Linked DNA regions of Ovis aries: region 2 is linked to region 1. Evidence: chromatin contacts called from public Hi-C data. All regions are on one chromosome and are shown on one strand. The core of a region is the stretch at or near the end of the contact, and the rest is flanking DNA. Distances in the headings are between cores, read along the strand shown.

What was found. A called contact is a pair of places that touch in the nucleus more often than the background predicts.
Region 2: a contact with region 1 is called in a Hi-C map of liver, with 4 times the contacts expected there. The contact joins the promoter of BPIFC here to the promoter of PWP1 in region 1. A contact is called at or near these places in 14 of 16 Hi-C or Micro-C datasets (blood, hypothalamus, liver and 7 more).

Annotation. Positions count from the first base shown.
Region 1 is chr3:176,525,362-176,532,085 of ARS-UI_Ramb_v3.0, reverse strand. It overlaps PWP1 (PWP1 homolog, endonuclein), which reads right to left and starts at 4,019. Exons shown (of 13, transcript XM_060413166.1): 1 at 3,785-4,019; 2 at 1,376-1,434; 3 at 1,062-1,246. The coding sequence starts at 3,856.
Region 2 is chr3:176,695,143-176,701,866 of ARS-UI_Ramb_v3.0, reverse strand. BPIFC (BPI fold containing family C) reads left to right here and starts at 3,486. Exons shown (of 18, transcript XM_027965837.3): 1 at 3,486-3,787; 2 at 6,612-6,724. It overlaps FBXO7 (F-box protein 7), which reads right to left and starts at 3,280. Exons shown (of 9, transcript XM_004006708.6): 1 at 3,057-3,280. The coding sequence starts at 3,178.

The DNA.
Region 1 (6,724 bases), core at 2,770-5,269:
AGTCTTGAAATATACACTCTTCCAATACAAGAATCAACTCAAACCAAGAAACTCCCTTTTAGAAAATATCAGAACTCTACTCAGATCCTCTAGCTTGCAGCTTGTAATCATTATTCAAAAGTGCTACAGTGAGGCGGCCTCACAGACCTAGAAATAAACAGGTCCCTAAAACACTGGTATCAACACATTAAGTGTTGCCTGGTCAAAGAAAATTGTAAACTGATGAGCCTCATAAAGTTAAGTGGGTTTCTTTATTGCAAGATATCTCGTAATTGCTGACAGGCCAACTTGCCCAGTGAATCTGAAAAAGGAGATACTACCCTTTACACCAAATTTACCTCAAAGTGACATTCTTTCATGGCATGTCTACAAAGGTGACGGAGTAGTCCCCGAGTAACATAAAACTCAGGAGAAGGAGGATACTCTCAATTTCCGGGAAAAGCTACTTTAAGGGGGCAGGGCTCTTAGGTCCTGAACATCTGACAGGTAACAGATGGGAATGTCTATGGGACAAAGGCCGACAGAGCCCATACTCGGCAGGGTGGGAGCATACTAGGAAGCAGTGTCTGCATGGCTTTTCTCTGGGCCGATTCGCTCTTCCTTCTCTGTACTTCAGTGGTGCTCTGTCCTATCAGGAGGGAAGCAACCCAGAGTCCAGTGGAAAAAAAAGTATCCAGCTCTATTATTCACCAGCTGTGTGACACTGGTAAAGTTATTTCATCTCTGTAAGCCTGTATTTTTTCCTGTAAAATGGAGGTAATAATTTCTCTCTCATTATTGCAGATAAAGAAAAACGAATTACAGATGAACCACTACTTGCAATAAAATATACAAAACTAATTTTTTTTGTTTTGTATTTTAGGTTTTAGATAAGCGGGTTGAACTGATTTTTTTAAACCAGTTTAGGAAACATGCTGTCTGCCTTGAGCCTTGACCCAGATTATCTGACTGACATAAGGACAACGGGATTTCAGGGTAAAGCTTTGGAACCCTGTAACAAGTAACATGATCTAATGCACTGAGTTTGGACTAAAAACCAGTATAAGTGACTAAATTCTAACCTGGGTCGCCTTCCTCGTCATATTTATCTAAGTTGTACTCGGCCAGCTCGTCATCATCCAGCGTCCTGTCATCTTCTGGGTCGCCATCCTCCAGGGGCTCCCTTGGTCGGGCCTGGGTTCGGGCACTCTGCATGCCATCCTCTGAAGGATCGCCCGTTTCCTCTTCATCACTGCCACCTTCTTCTCTACGCCAGAGAAAAAAGAAAAAGATCAGCCAAAAGACACCGTTCAATAATAAGAACACCCTGTTATCATCATTTAGGATTTACAGTTCATCTAGACTTGACTACAGGAATCAACATCCCCAAACTTACTGTAATTTTTCCTTTGCTTCAGCAATGAGACGTTTCACTTCATCTTTACTGAGTTCTACCTATAAGAGAGCAAGCATTTCATTATGATATATTTAAGGAAGCCATTTTAAAGTCTCTGAATTAAAAAGACTACAAACTAATCTAAAACATGGTTTTAAGTTCGATGCAGGATACAGGATGCTTGGGGCTGATGCACTGGGATGACCCAGAGAGATGATATGGGGAGGGAGGTGGGAGGGGGGTACAGGATTGGGAACATGTGTACATCCGTGGTGGATTCATGTTAATGTATGGCAAAACCAATACAATATTGTAAAGTAAAAAAAAAAAAAATAATAATAATAATAATAAAAGACATCAGGCAAGAGACATCCAAAGTCAAATATCAATCCAAAGTCTCTAAATTTAATGTAAATGGACTTCTGACATGTCCTTATAAATTAAGATCCCTTCTCACCCTGTTAAAAAAAATCATGTTCTCTCCAGACTTTTTTTTAAAAAAGATGGACTTGTATAAGCTGCCTTCTATGACAGCTCATCTCATTTTCTCCTGATTACCTCCGCTCATTGGCCGTTTCTCCCCAATGCCCCATGGATATTCCTGAACAAACCACTCTTGCCTTCGTGCCCTGCTCTGTTCCCTGGTGTCACTGCCAAGTACTCACTCCCTGGGCTGTCACCACCTTGCAAAGCTCGTTCTCTCTGAATGGACTACTCCAAACTTTCCTTTCTCTATCCCTGTACACTGCAGGTCCATTTTTCTGACTGTCTATAAGACTCTCCACTTGGACATCCTGTTCAAAACTGGTCATCCTCTTTAGTGCCAAACTGTAAGCTCCTGATTACTGTGTTCCATCCATTCTTGATAGATGATGAACCAATCAATCACCCAGTCTGTACCAAAATGCCTTTAATAATAAAGAAATTCTATTGGATAACTCCAAAAACTAAAGGTTCTTAAAATTTTAATTAGGAGATACTTATATTTCTAATTTCTCTTACTGGTTTGAATTTTTCTTTCTGGGACTTTGCAGAATAAATCCAATTTCTTCTTCCTACAAACTCTTAAGCAACGGTTCCCAAATCTGTCTCACATTAGAATCACCTGAAAGACTCTTAAATCTCAGACTATACTCCAAACTAAATAAATCACAATACTTGGAAGCTGGTAGTTTTTGAAGCTCCCCAGGTGGTTTCAATGTGTGGACATGTTTGGAAATCAGTGTCCTCAAGTATCTGCAAGTCTCTGGTGCCCTTTTAACAACTCTTGCTTTCTTCAATAAATTTTAATATATTATTTCCTGTCCCTATTCTATATGCGTGTTCAGTCGTGTCCAACTCTGCAATCGGATGGACTGTCCTCTGCCAGGCTCCTCTGTCCATGGGATTCTCTAGGCAAGAATACTGGAGTGGGTTGCCATGCCCTCCAGGGGGATTCTTCCCCATCCAGGGCTAGAACCCGCCTCTCTTACGTCTCCTGCTTTGGCAGGTGGGTTTTTACCATTAGCGCCGCAATGAATGCCTACCATGTGCCAAATGCTGGCGAAACTGGAGAATTAAACAGTCTATGTCCTGGTGGAACTGGCTCAATAACCTGAAACAAACACTACCCCGCCCGTTTTTTTCATTAACATTTATCACTGACAAAGTATTATATATGCACATGTCAACTCCATAAAGGCAGGGACTTTTCCTGTTTTGTTCATGCCTATCCCAGGACCCTGAACAACGCTGGGAACAGAGAAAGCACTTCGTTAAATGTCTGTTGAATAACGTAGGTAATCTCGGCTACAGACTCAGTCTCTCCCGTAGGCTTTTCCCCTTCATAACGTGTCACCGTTTACCTCTACCCGCCGCCCCCCACGGCCTCATCAACATTTCATCTGCACTACTGCGAGAGTTCCTAATTCAGTTCTCGAGCTCACGACACCGTAGTCTCCACACCAGTTTTTCTACACCACGGTTTTCATCCAGTTCATTCCTCTAAACGCCGAGCGGAGGAGGGGAAAGTGGAGTTTCACATACGTGCCCTCTTTTCCCGATTTGCCTGAAAACGCGCTAGGGTGACGGCAAACTATGTGGCGTCGTCAAGAGGTCTCGCTGGACGTTGTCAGCAAGCACCATCCCGCCTCCTTCCAGCCCACGATGTCCACAGGCGTGCGAATCGCCGAGGGTGGGGTGGGTCGGGCTCGGGGGTAAGGGACGGCGAGGAGGCGCTTGGGCCAGGAGTACCAGACCCTCGGAACCACGGCCCTACCACGACAAACAGGCCACAGCCGGCCCCACCCCCCGTCAGCCCCGCCAGCGGCGCCGGGGCCGCGCGTTCCGGGTCCAGGTTCCCAGGCGACGCTGACCCAGGATGCTGCAGAGAGGCCGCTCCCCCTATACCTCGGAGCGACCGGGCCTCACCTTGTCTGGCGTCTCTTTGGCCACGCCGCAGCGGACCCAGGCCACGCACGTCACCTGGCGGCTGCGGTTCATGGTCTTCAGCTCGAGGCCTCACGCTACAGACTTGGCCTCGGTGGGTCTGGAAACCCCCACCGCCCTTCGGCCAGCACGCTCGGTGAAAGGCTCCCGGCCGCAGCTTGGGACAGAGCGCAGGCGCCGGCGGCCACCTGTTCCTTAGGGGTCGGCGCCCGCTTCTGACGTCATTCGAAAGCGGCGAACGGGAAAGGGGTGGGGAAAGATTTGGTATCCGAGGCAGCGGGGTTAGGAGGGTTAGGAGTCCACCAGGGCTAGACTGCTGTGTACGGTCTTGTGAATGGGTTTTACAAGACATCCGTGACCATGTCTGCGGGCTTCGTGGGAGTAATGAATAAATAAATGAAATTGGAACGGTAAAGGTCAGAGCCAAATTTACACCAACATTTATTTTGCCTCCATATTCTTAGAGCTGACAATGGTAGAGTTTTAGGTTTGTTTTTAAAACCTTTCTCCAAAATGAACTTTTTTTTCCCTTCTCTGGCTGGGCGGTAGGGCTTGTGGGATCTTGGTTCCCCAAGCTCGGCAGAGCAGTGAAAGCCCCAGCCTTACACTGGATGACCAGGGAATTCTCCGAAATGAATTACCATTTCGAGGAGATAGTTCAGCCATTACATTTCATTACATTCTTGCATGTTGCTTATATACTAAATACAAGGTAGTGGTTGTAGCAGCAGCAAACACAAAGTGCTTGATATATACAGGAGGCACCATTTTAAGTGCCTTATGTAAACTTGGTAACTTCTTAACACTTTGTGGGAGATCTTAGGGGGAATATTATCTTTCCCAAGGCCACACAGGTAGCAAGTAGCTAGGATACTGTCAACTACAAATTGGCACTTATCATGGGCACTTGCTTCCCTGGTGGCTCAGATAATAAAGAATCTGCCTGCAGCGCGAAAGACCTGGGTCTGATCCCTGGGTTGGAAAGATCCCCTGGAGGAGGAAATGGCAATCCACTCCAGTATTCTTGCCTGGAGAATCCCATGGACAGAAGAGCCTGGTGGGCTACAGTCCATGGGGTTGCAGAGTCAGATATGACTGACCAACTAACACTTTCACACACTATGGACACTTGCTATCTACCTCTACAAGAATTAAATCATGATGGGCTTCTGTAGCTGCTGACCTTCAATACACTGTGAAACTAGTTCAGGGTGAGGAGCAGAAACGAGGCTGTTTGTGCTGGGAAAAACTGGCAGGACAGGTCATCAGGTAGTTAGATATTTTCAAGAGCTCATTTTCTTGGCTGTGTGACTGTCTTGTCACTTGCCCTCTGAGTTTTCATCTCTCTCCCCTACATCTGAGACTGGCAAGCAAAACAGGAGGGTGGTTGCTATGGAGAGAGTGGGGGCAAAGAAAACCCGCAGCATATGCTCTGCCCCAGTTTTATTGTCAGAATGGGCTGTCCACATATGGGATCAATTTGTGGGCAGTTTGTAACACATTTTCCTCACATACAATAGTTTGCTTGGTTTTGCAACAATATTGATGAAAAATTACCTCCATTTAATTTTTTCCAATATTTTGGTTGCACCATGTGCCTTGCAGCATCTCAGTTCCCTGACCAGGGATTGAACCCTGGCTGCAGGAGTGAAAGCCCCGAATCCTAACTAGGCCAACAGGGAACTCCCCCTCTATTTTAAAGGTGAGGAAATTCAGCAATGAAAACCTTACTACCATGAAATCACACTCAGTTAGGGACTGGCAGAACTACAACTAGACACCAGGAACTCTGTACACTCAGCGGGACCCCCTTGGAACTTGCCCAGCCTGGGGAGGGATCCTCTCAGGTGTGAAATGCGAATCCCTAGGGTAGGCTGAGTATGTGTTCATCTCTTCCAGGACTGTTTCTCTAAACCGATTCCTCTGTAGCTTCTTTGCTTTTGGTCCATTTTATTAAAAAAAAAAAAGCTTTTATTTATATTTATTTACTTATTTGGCTGTGCCTGGTCCTAGTTGTGACATGTGGGATCTTTAGTTGCATTCGAACACTTAGTTGCAGAATGTGGGATCAAGTTCCCTGACCAGGGATTGAACCCAGGCTTCCTGCATTGGGAGGACAGAGTCTTAGCTGCTGGATCACCAGGGAAGTGCCCTGCTCTTGGCCCAACTTCCCTGGTGGCTCAGAGGTTAAAGCGTCTGCCTACAATGCAGGAGACCTGGGTTCGATCCCTGGGTCAGGAAGATCCCCTGGAGAAGGAAATGGCACCCTACTCCAGTACTCCTGCCTGGAAAATCCCATGGACAGAGGAGCCTGGTAGGCTGCAGTCCATGGGGACGCTGAGGGTCGGACACGACTGAGCGACTTCACTTTCACTTTCACTTTCAGGACAGGCTGTATTTTTCAGAAATGACTGCAACAATATCTTCCTTCAGACGTGTTTTTCCACTATGTGTTCTTGATGCTCCCCCATCAAAACCTGGGCTCTAACTCTATCCACCCCAGCCTTGAGTTTGGATAGGCTTATGACTGCTTGGACCAATATACAGCATGACGGAAGTTCCAAAGTTAGGTCATAAATAGGATGAAAGTTCTGCCTTTTCTCCCCCCATGAGACACTTATGTTTGGAGTTCTGAGCTGCCATATAAAAAGTCTGAGTACCCTGAGGCCACTATGTTGTGAGGAAGCCAAACCACACAGAGAGGCCACATGTGGGTGCCCCAGTAGACAGTCCTAGATTTTGAGTCAAGCCAGACATATAAATGAAAGAGCCTTCAGATGGTTCTAGCACACAGACACTAACCCCTCCTCTCAGCCTTTGAGTTTTTCCACCTCAGATCCAGACCCTGTGGAGTAGAGATGAGCCCTCCCCACTGTGCCTTGCCCCCAGTTCTGACCCCTCTCTCCTGAATCTGTGAGCATA
Region 2 (6,724 bases), core at 2,237-4,736, 170 kb before region 1:
CCTTGTCTAATTCAAAATTTCATCTCCAGCACTTGGCAAATAAAAAGTATTTATGGAACAGATGTAACCAACAAACATCAGATGAAAAGATCAAGATGAGGCTGAAATCAGGGCTAACTATCCAATATCCTTCCACGATAGTTAGCTTATGCTGCTAAGTTGCTTCAGTCGTGTCCGACTCTGTGTGACCCCAGAGACGGCAGCCCACCAGGCTCCCCCGTCCCTGGGATTCTTCAGGCAAGAACACTGGAGTGGGTTGCCATTTCCTTCTCCAGTGCATGAAAGTGAAAAGCAAAAGTGAAGTCACTCAGTCGTGCCAGACTGTTAGCAACCCCATGGACCGCAGCCTACCAGGCTCCTCCGTCCATGGGATTTTCCAGGCAAGAGTACTGGAGTGGGGTGCCATTGCCTTCTCCAGTTAGCTTATAAAGGTTCCAAAATACTAGACCCATATCCTAATGAATATTCATAATCACAAAAAGTTAGATGAGTGCACATAGATGACTGAGTATAAATTCACCCCTCTTAACTCAGTAAGAGGTTCACCCTTCTCACTGAGGTCTTACTTAAAGTCTTATGTGGAAAAAGTGAACTCGCTCAGTCATGTCCGACTCTTTGCGACTGCATGGACTGTAGCCCACCAGGGTCCTCCGTCCATGGGATTTTCCAGGTAGAATACTAGAGTGGGTTGCTATTTCCTTCTCCAGGGATCTTCCCGACCCAGGGATCAAACCCAGGTCTCCCCACATTGCAGGCAGACGCTTTACAGTCTGAGCCACCAGGGAAGTCCCTAATATGTGGAAGACTACACAAATCCAAAAACCCAGTGCTAAGCAAGCTAAGAGTTCAAATTAGACTGAAGTAATGAACTCCCATCCTTTCTGCATCACAGATTATCTGACCTTCAGAGAATAATCATTTCATTACACACTGGTGAGGAATAATTAACAAACCACTACAGAACATTTCATAAGACATTTGTACTCAGCAATGCTAACTTCATTAACTTTTTGAGAGGTTAACAAAGGATGAAGTCCTTTGAAAACTGTGTTCTGTTTATTTATTTTTACAATGCTTCATTGTCAAAAGTGCTCCGAGTAATTCATTTATGTTTTTCTTTCAAGTGTAAATACATATTTTCTTACCAATTAAAGAGTCTTTGGTACAGAAATTACTGAAGCTTTAGAAACAACTCCTGCTTATGAGAAAACAAGTAGCTATGCCTCTGCTTTCAAATGTTTTGATAAATGCTGAAAATCAGCCAACTGCCCAGGAAAACAACATCCCATTTTTAGCAAGAAAAAAAGAAAAAAACCTCAAATGAATTGTGTTTATGGATGATTTGTCAGAGCATAAGGTTGGTTTTTTAAAATGATTATCGAGCACAATTTTCGTTCAAATATTGATTTGTAAAAAAGGTAAAGAATTGTCAGCTTAATAAAATGTCGGCCTCCCCTCCCCTTTAGTAAAAAGACCTACTTCATCAGGAAATGCCATCCTAGAAACTCCAGGCCTTTGAGAATTATTTTATGGCAATCTCAGACCAACTTGCTCAGCAAGGACACTTTAAAAGTAATAAGGTCTTATGGACACATTTTTAAACTGCCCATTTATTATAAAATGAACATACTGTGAGAATAATGAATTCACTTTCACAAGCTGAAGCTTACATTTCTTCCGGTTAACCAGCCTCAACTGTAAAAACAAACCTGAAAGAGAAACTAACTTGGGCTCTTGAGTAAACAAAGCTAGTCAGATTGGGTTTCACATCCTTTCCAGATTGTCCCACCTAATTAAAAAATGATATGTCTACATATATACAAGCTATTTTTAAAACAGAAGTTAATTTTGATAATTTGTGGCGGGGTAATGATACCAGTATGCAAAACACTTAGGCTTAACATCAAGAAAAAACAATAGACGTGTCAATTACTATAACACTTAAAAAGAATTTTGCCAGTATCTCATTTTCTGTATTTATGTTTTTAATTTGGAGGGGAAAAAAAGGCTTACTATGAATGTAACGTCCTAAACTGAAAACTGAAAGGGTGAGAGGTTCATAATAAAACCTCATTTTACTGAATTTCCTAAAAATAAAATGTAAGTTTATAAAAGTCTTACGAAAGGAGTCAGTTAACAGGTTTTCTTTTGAAGAATTCACCTAAAAAGCCCCAGTGAACACCTTTTGTACTTTTTCTCGGCACACTCAAACTCCAAATTCGCTAGCTCAGGATTCGAAGAGGACCACCCTCACTTTTGTCCCTCTACTCCCAGGTTATGGTCTCCAGGATACCCAGAACAGCCTCATCTGCAACCCCATAAATACAGAATTTGATCCATTATTTCTCAACGTCACTGTCCCCAAACTGCAAGCTCTCCAGGGTCATCATAAGGCCAACGTTTACCATAGTTTGCGTTACAAAAAAAAAAAAAAAAAAAGCAACATCTTGGCCAGGAAAATAATATTATTTGAAACAGACCGACATGCTGCACTTCGCAAAACTTTCCAGCGGGGAAGTCAAAGTGCCCACAGCGGCACGCGGCAGGTAAACACTTAGAGTTTTAAGCGGACTGCAGGCTGGTAGTCCGAAAGCAGCGGTACAGGCTACAGGTGGCCTCGTAACTCCTAACACTTTACAAACTTTTTCACTGAACTATTCCGACAGCTGGAGATGGTGAACTTAAATCCCTGGGAGTCTGAAGAGGTTTAACTTAAGCCAACCCCGTAATTTCCCAGCTCACATCTCAAAAGACTCGGGAATTTTGCATCTTAGCCTCTCCCTGGGTTCGTTTACTGCAAACACGGAAGCGAAGGCTCACCCTGGATGAGCTCGGAGCCCTCGGGACGCCGGGCCATGACCTCCGGGAGCCGGGACCCCGCGAGCTGCAGCCCTCGTTCCCGCTCCCCGCCTGGCCCGCGTCACAGTCCCGCGGTGCGGGCCCCGCCCGCCGGCCGCCCCGCCTCACGTGACCGCCCGGCGCGGGCCCGCGCCCCTGGGCGCTCCTCCCCGCCCCGCCGCGTCCCCACCCCCACCCCGCCTCTCCGCGGCGCCTACCTGTACCCCCAGGTGGGCAGCAGGGCCTGGCTCAGGTGCGCGCGCAGCTGCCCCAGAGTCGGCTCCGCTTCTGGCATATCCAGAGGCCAGGTCCGCTTCTGAAGCCGGACCCGCAGCTTCATGGCGGCCGCGAGAGGACTCAGCGGCCCGGACCACCGAGGCGGCGACGGTAACTACGGAGCGGCCGGGGAGCTCCCGCCTACAGCGGCCACTACTGTAGCTATGGAGATACTGAGGTGTAACCGACGGAGGACCCCGCCGAGCTGGTCTCTGCAACAGGAGCGCTCCGCCCCTTCTCTTGAGGGCGCCCCCTGGAGCCCACCGGCGAGCAGACCGCGGGCGGCCGACAAGGGCCCAGGCCGGTAGGGAACTCACGATCGATGACTCGGCGCGCAACGGCGCCACCTGAGAGCGCGCTTTGAGTTCTGCGCAGGCGTGGAAGCTGCCGCGGAGCGCCGGGGTCGCGGCACTTGTGCAGCGGTGTCACTTGTCTCCGCCTTTCCTAGAGAACGTTAACGCTGAAAGGGATGCTACAGATCAGACTACTCGCCACTCCGCAAGGCCAGGTGTCCTGGTTCTTACTCCACTTCCTCCGTGGCTCCAGCACCATTCGCACCCATCAGCAATTCTGATAGTTTCCAGGTTACAGCAAACTTAATTTGTAGGGACTTCCTGTGGGCCAGTGGCTGAGACTCTGCGCTCCCAAAATGGGGGGCCCTGTTCAATCCATGGTAAGGGAACTAGATTCCACATGCGGCCCAGACCCAGGGTGGCCAAATAAATATTTATTTAAAAACAAAACATTGTAGGCGGTGATCTACGTCGGAGAGTATATTGGCAACCTGTCGCTGCCTAATAATCACCCCAAAGCTTAACTGCTTAGGACAACAAACATTTTTCACGCAGGTTCTGTAGATCGAAAATTTGGTCATGACTTGGCTGTTTGGTTCTGTCTTGGTCTCTCGTGAGATTACAGTCAAGATGTAGGTCAAGCAGCCTTGACCTGCAGTTATCTGAAATCTTGACTCGGGCTGGAGGATCTCAATCGCATGACTGTTGACCTTGGTTTTTTCTGTTGAGGCCTTAGTTTTTCACGCCATGGGCCTCCCCATGGGGCCGCTTGAGTGCCCAGGGGCATGGTGTCAGAGTGTCCCTCACTTCCCCCAGAGCCAGTGATCTCAGAGAGACCAAGGCAGAAGCCGCCAATGTCTTTTATGATCTCTTCTCAGAAGTCACATACCATCACTTCACTCGTTCAACCAAGACTTCAGTGTGGGAGAATCAACCCGAAGGCATGAATACCAACAGACAGGGATCACTGGGGTCCATCTGGGAGTCTAGCTACCACAGAGGGCTTGGCAATAATGACGATGATCTCTTAAATGAGGAAAAGAGTATTGTCACTTTTCATCCTTGTTAAGATAGCCATTTTCCAAATCATAAAAAAGAGTTGAATAACGTTTCTTCCAATAGGTGGCAGCACTTGTCCACATTCTGACCTTCATTCACTCGATAAATATATACTGATCACCTCTTTTGTGCCAGAGTATCCTTGGTCCTGAGAAGACAAGTTCCTACCCATGCAGAGCTTACAGGGAAGTGAATTGACTTTTGTGGTAGAGCGTAAAAAGTGTCTTGTTTATGATGGAGATAAGAACAGTCCTGGGGACTGGGATACATAGGGAAGGGTGGTTGGCCAGGAAGGTTCTTGAGTGGCAAGCGATATGAAATTGAGAAAGGAAGGATGACAGGACCAGGGTGGCTTGATGTGGCCAGAATGGACACAGTGGCTCAATGTGGACGGAGTGTGTATATCCCAAATAAAGAAGAGCCTCAAGCTAAGCAAAGGATTTGGGAAACATCCTAGAAAATGCGTAGGAAGCCACTGAAGAGTTTTAAGCAAGGGAGGCTTCATCTATCAGAGTTCTTAGCTCTGAGCAATAGAGGCTGACTCTGACCAAACAGAAAAGCAGCAAATGAAAAGGATAATGGATAGTTTTGGGATTCTGGGATGGCCTGAAGAAGTGACTCCAGGTTAAGCTTCTAGGAGGATGCTCAGAACCACACTGAAGAACTGGCCTGATGAGGAAACTATCTTGACTGGTAGTCGCCCCACCCCATCCTGGATGGAAGCTGCTGTCACTGCTGCCGGGTACTGCTGGGGAATGGCTGCCACCTCCAAATGCCACATGATTTTACACCAACGAAATGCCAAACTTCCAGATGAACCTATATCCTCACCTCACTCACTTTGAAATTGAAACTTCAATGCATCTGGGATGCATCTGCTTAAGGGAAACTGAGGCCTGAAAACTGAGGGAAACTCCTGGCCGGAAGAGACTGGAATTTAGACTCTGATCTCTTTCCCTGGGGAAACAAGACTTAGAATAGTTTAATTTCCCCAAATAGAGGAAGGCAGTTCAAAAGATGACAGGAGGCCGTGAGTTGACAGATGGGTCAGATCTGAGATATGAATCTGTCCCTGGTAGAATATGGGCGAGATCAGGGTTTCTCAAGTTCTGCACTGCTGCCACTTGGTCCTCACAGTCTTTGTTGTGCAGAACTATGATATCTTGTACCTTGTAGATGCTGCTATTTAGCAGTATCCCTGATCCCTATCCGCAGAATGCCAAGAGAGCCCCGCTCCCTCAGTTGTGAGAACCAAAGATGTCTCCAAACTCTGCCAAATATCCCCTAGGAGGAAAATTGCCTTGGAAACCACTGGATTAGAGACCAGCCTGGTTAGACCAGCCCATTCTGGAATGACAGTGGGAATGGAAACAGTGGGATGGTCTGGGAATATGTGTCAGAGGTAGAAATTATAGAACCTGAGAAATGGCTATGTTTAGAGACTGTGAATATGAATTTGAGCAAACTCCAGGAGATAGTGAAGGACAGGAAAGCCTGGAATGCTGCAGTCCATAGGGTTGCAAAGAGGCAGACACAACTTAGCAACTGAACAACAGCAAATCAGGGTACAGCTTCAGCTACTTGAACAGATGTCTGAAATTGTAGTGACCTAAGCAGGACATAAGTTTATTTCTCTCTGAAATAATGTTCTTGAAGAAAGAAGTGTGAGGCTAATATGCTGTCCGTCTTTGGAGACTACATACCACAGTCTGCCTCTTACTATTGCATAAACCCATTAAGTTTTAGAGAAACCTAGGTAAGTTACTGTCTGTAAAAATGAAAATAGTAACAAAAATATATTAAATAAGTATGCTGTGAAGATTCAGTGGGATGATACCTTTTGGTTTTTGTTCTAATTTATGAAGCTCCTGGTGATTTCTTAAGACAAAAACAGAAAACTAATCCACGTGAGATCTTTGCCTTAATCCTTTGCACAATAGAGTGTAATGACTGGGGTGGAGGAAGTAATCCAACCCCAGGAGTGTAGGAGGGGCCTGAAACAGAACCAGAGCATCTCCAAGGCACAACCAAGATGTAAGGTACTCTAGAGGGCAATCCTCCAAAACATCAAAGGTCCATGAGAATATTGTATACCCCTTCTCTCAACTATCTTCCTCATTGAGAATTTGTTTTTCTCTTTTGCAGGACGTCACCTTAATAATGTCTGCAAGCAACAGTCACTGCAGTTTTCAGAGTTCTGAAATTTACATTTTTTAAATGGGCCATTTTATAGAATACTACAAAAGGATGATGTCACT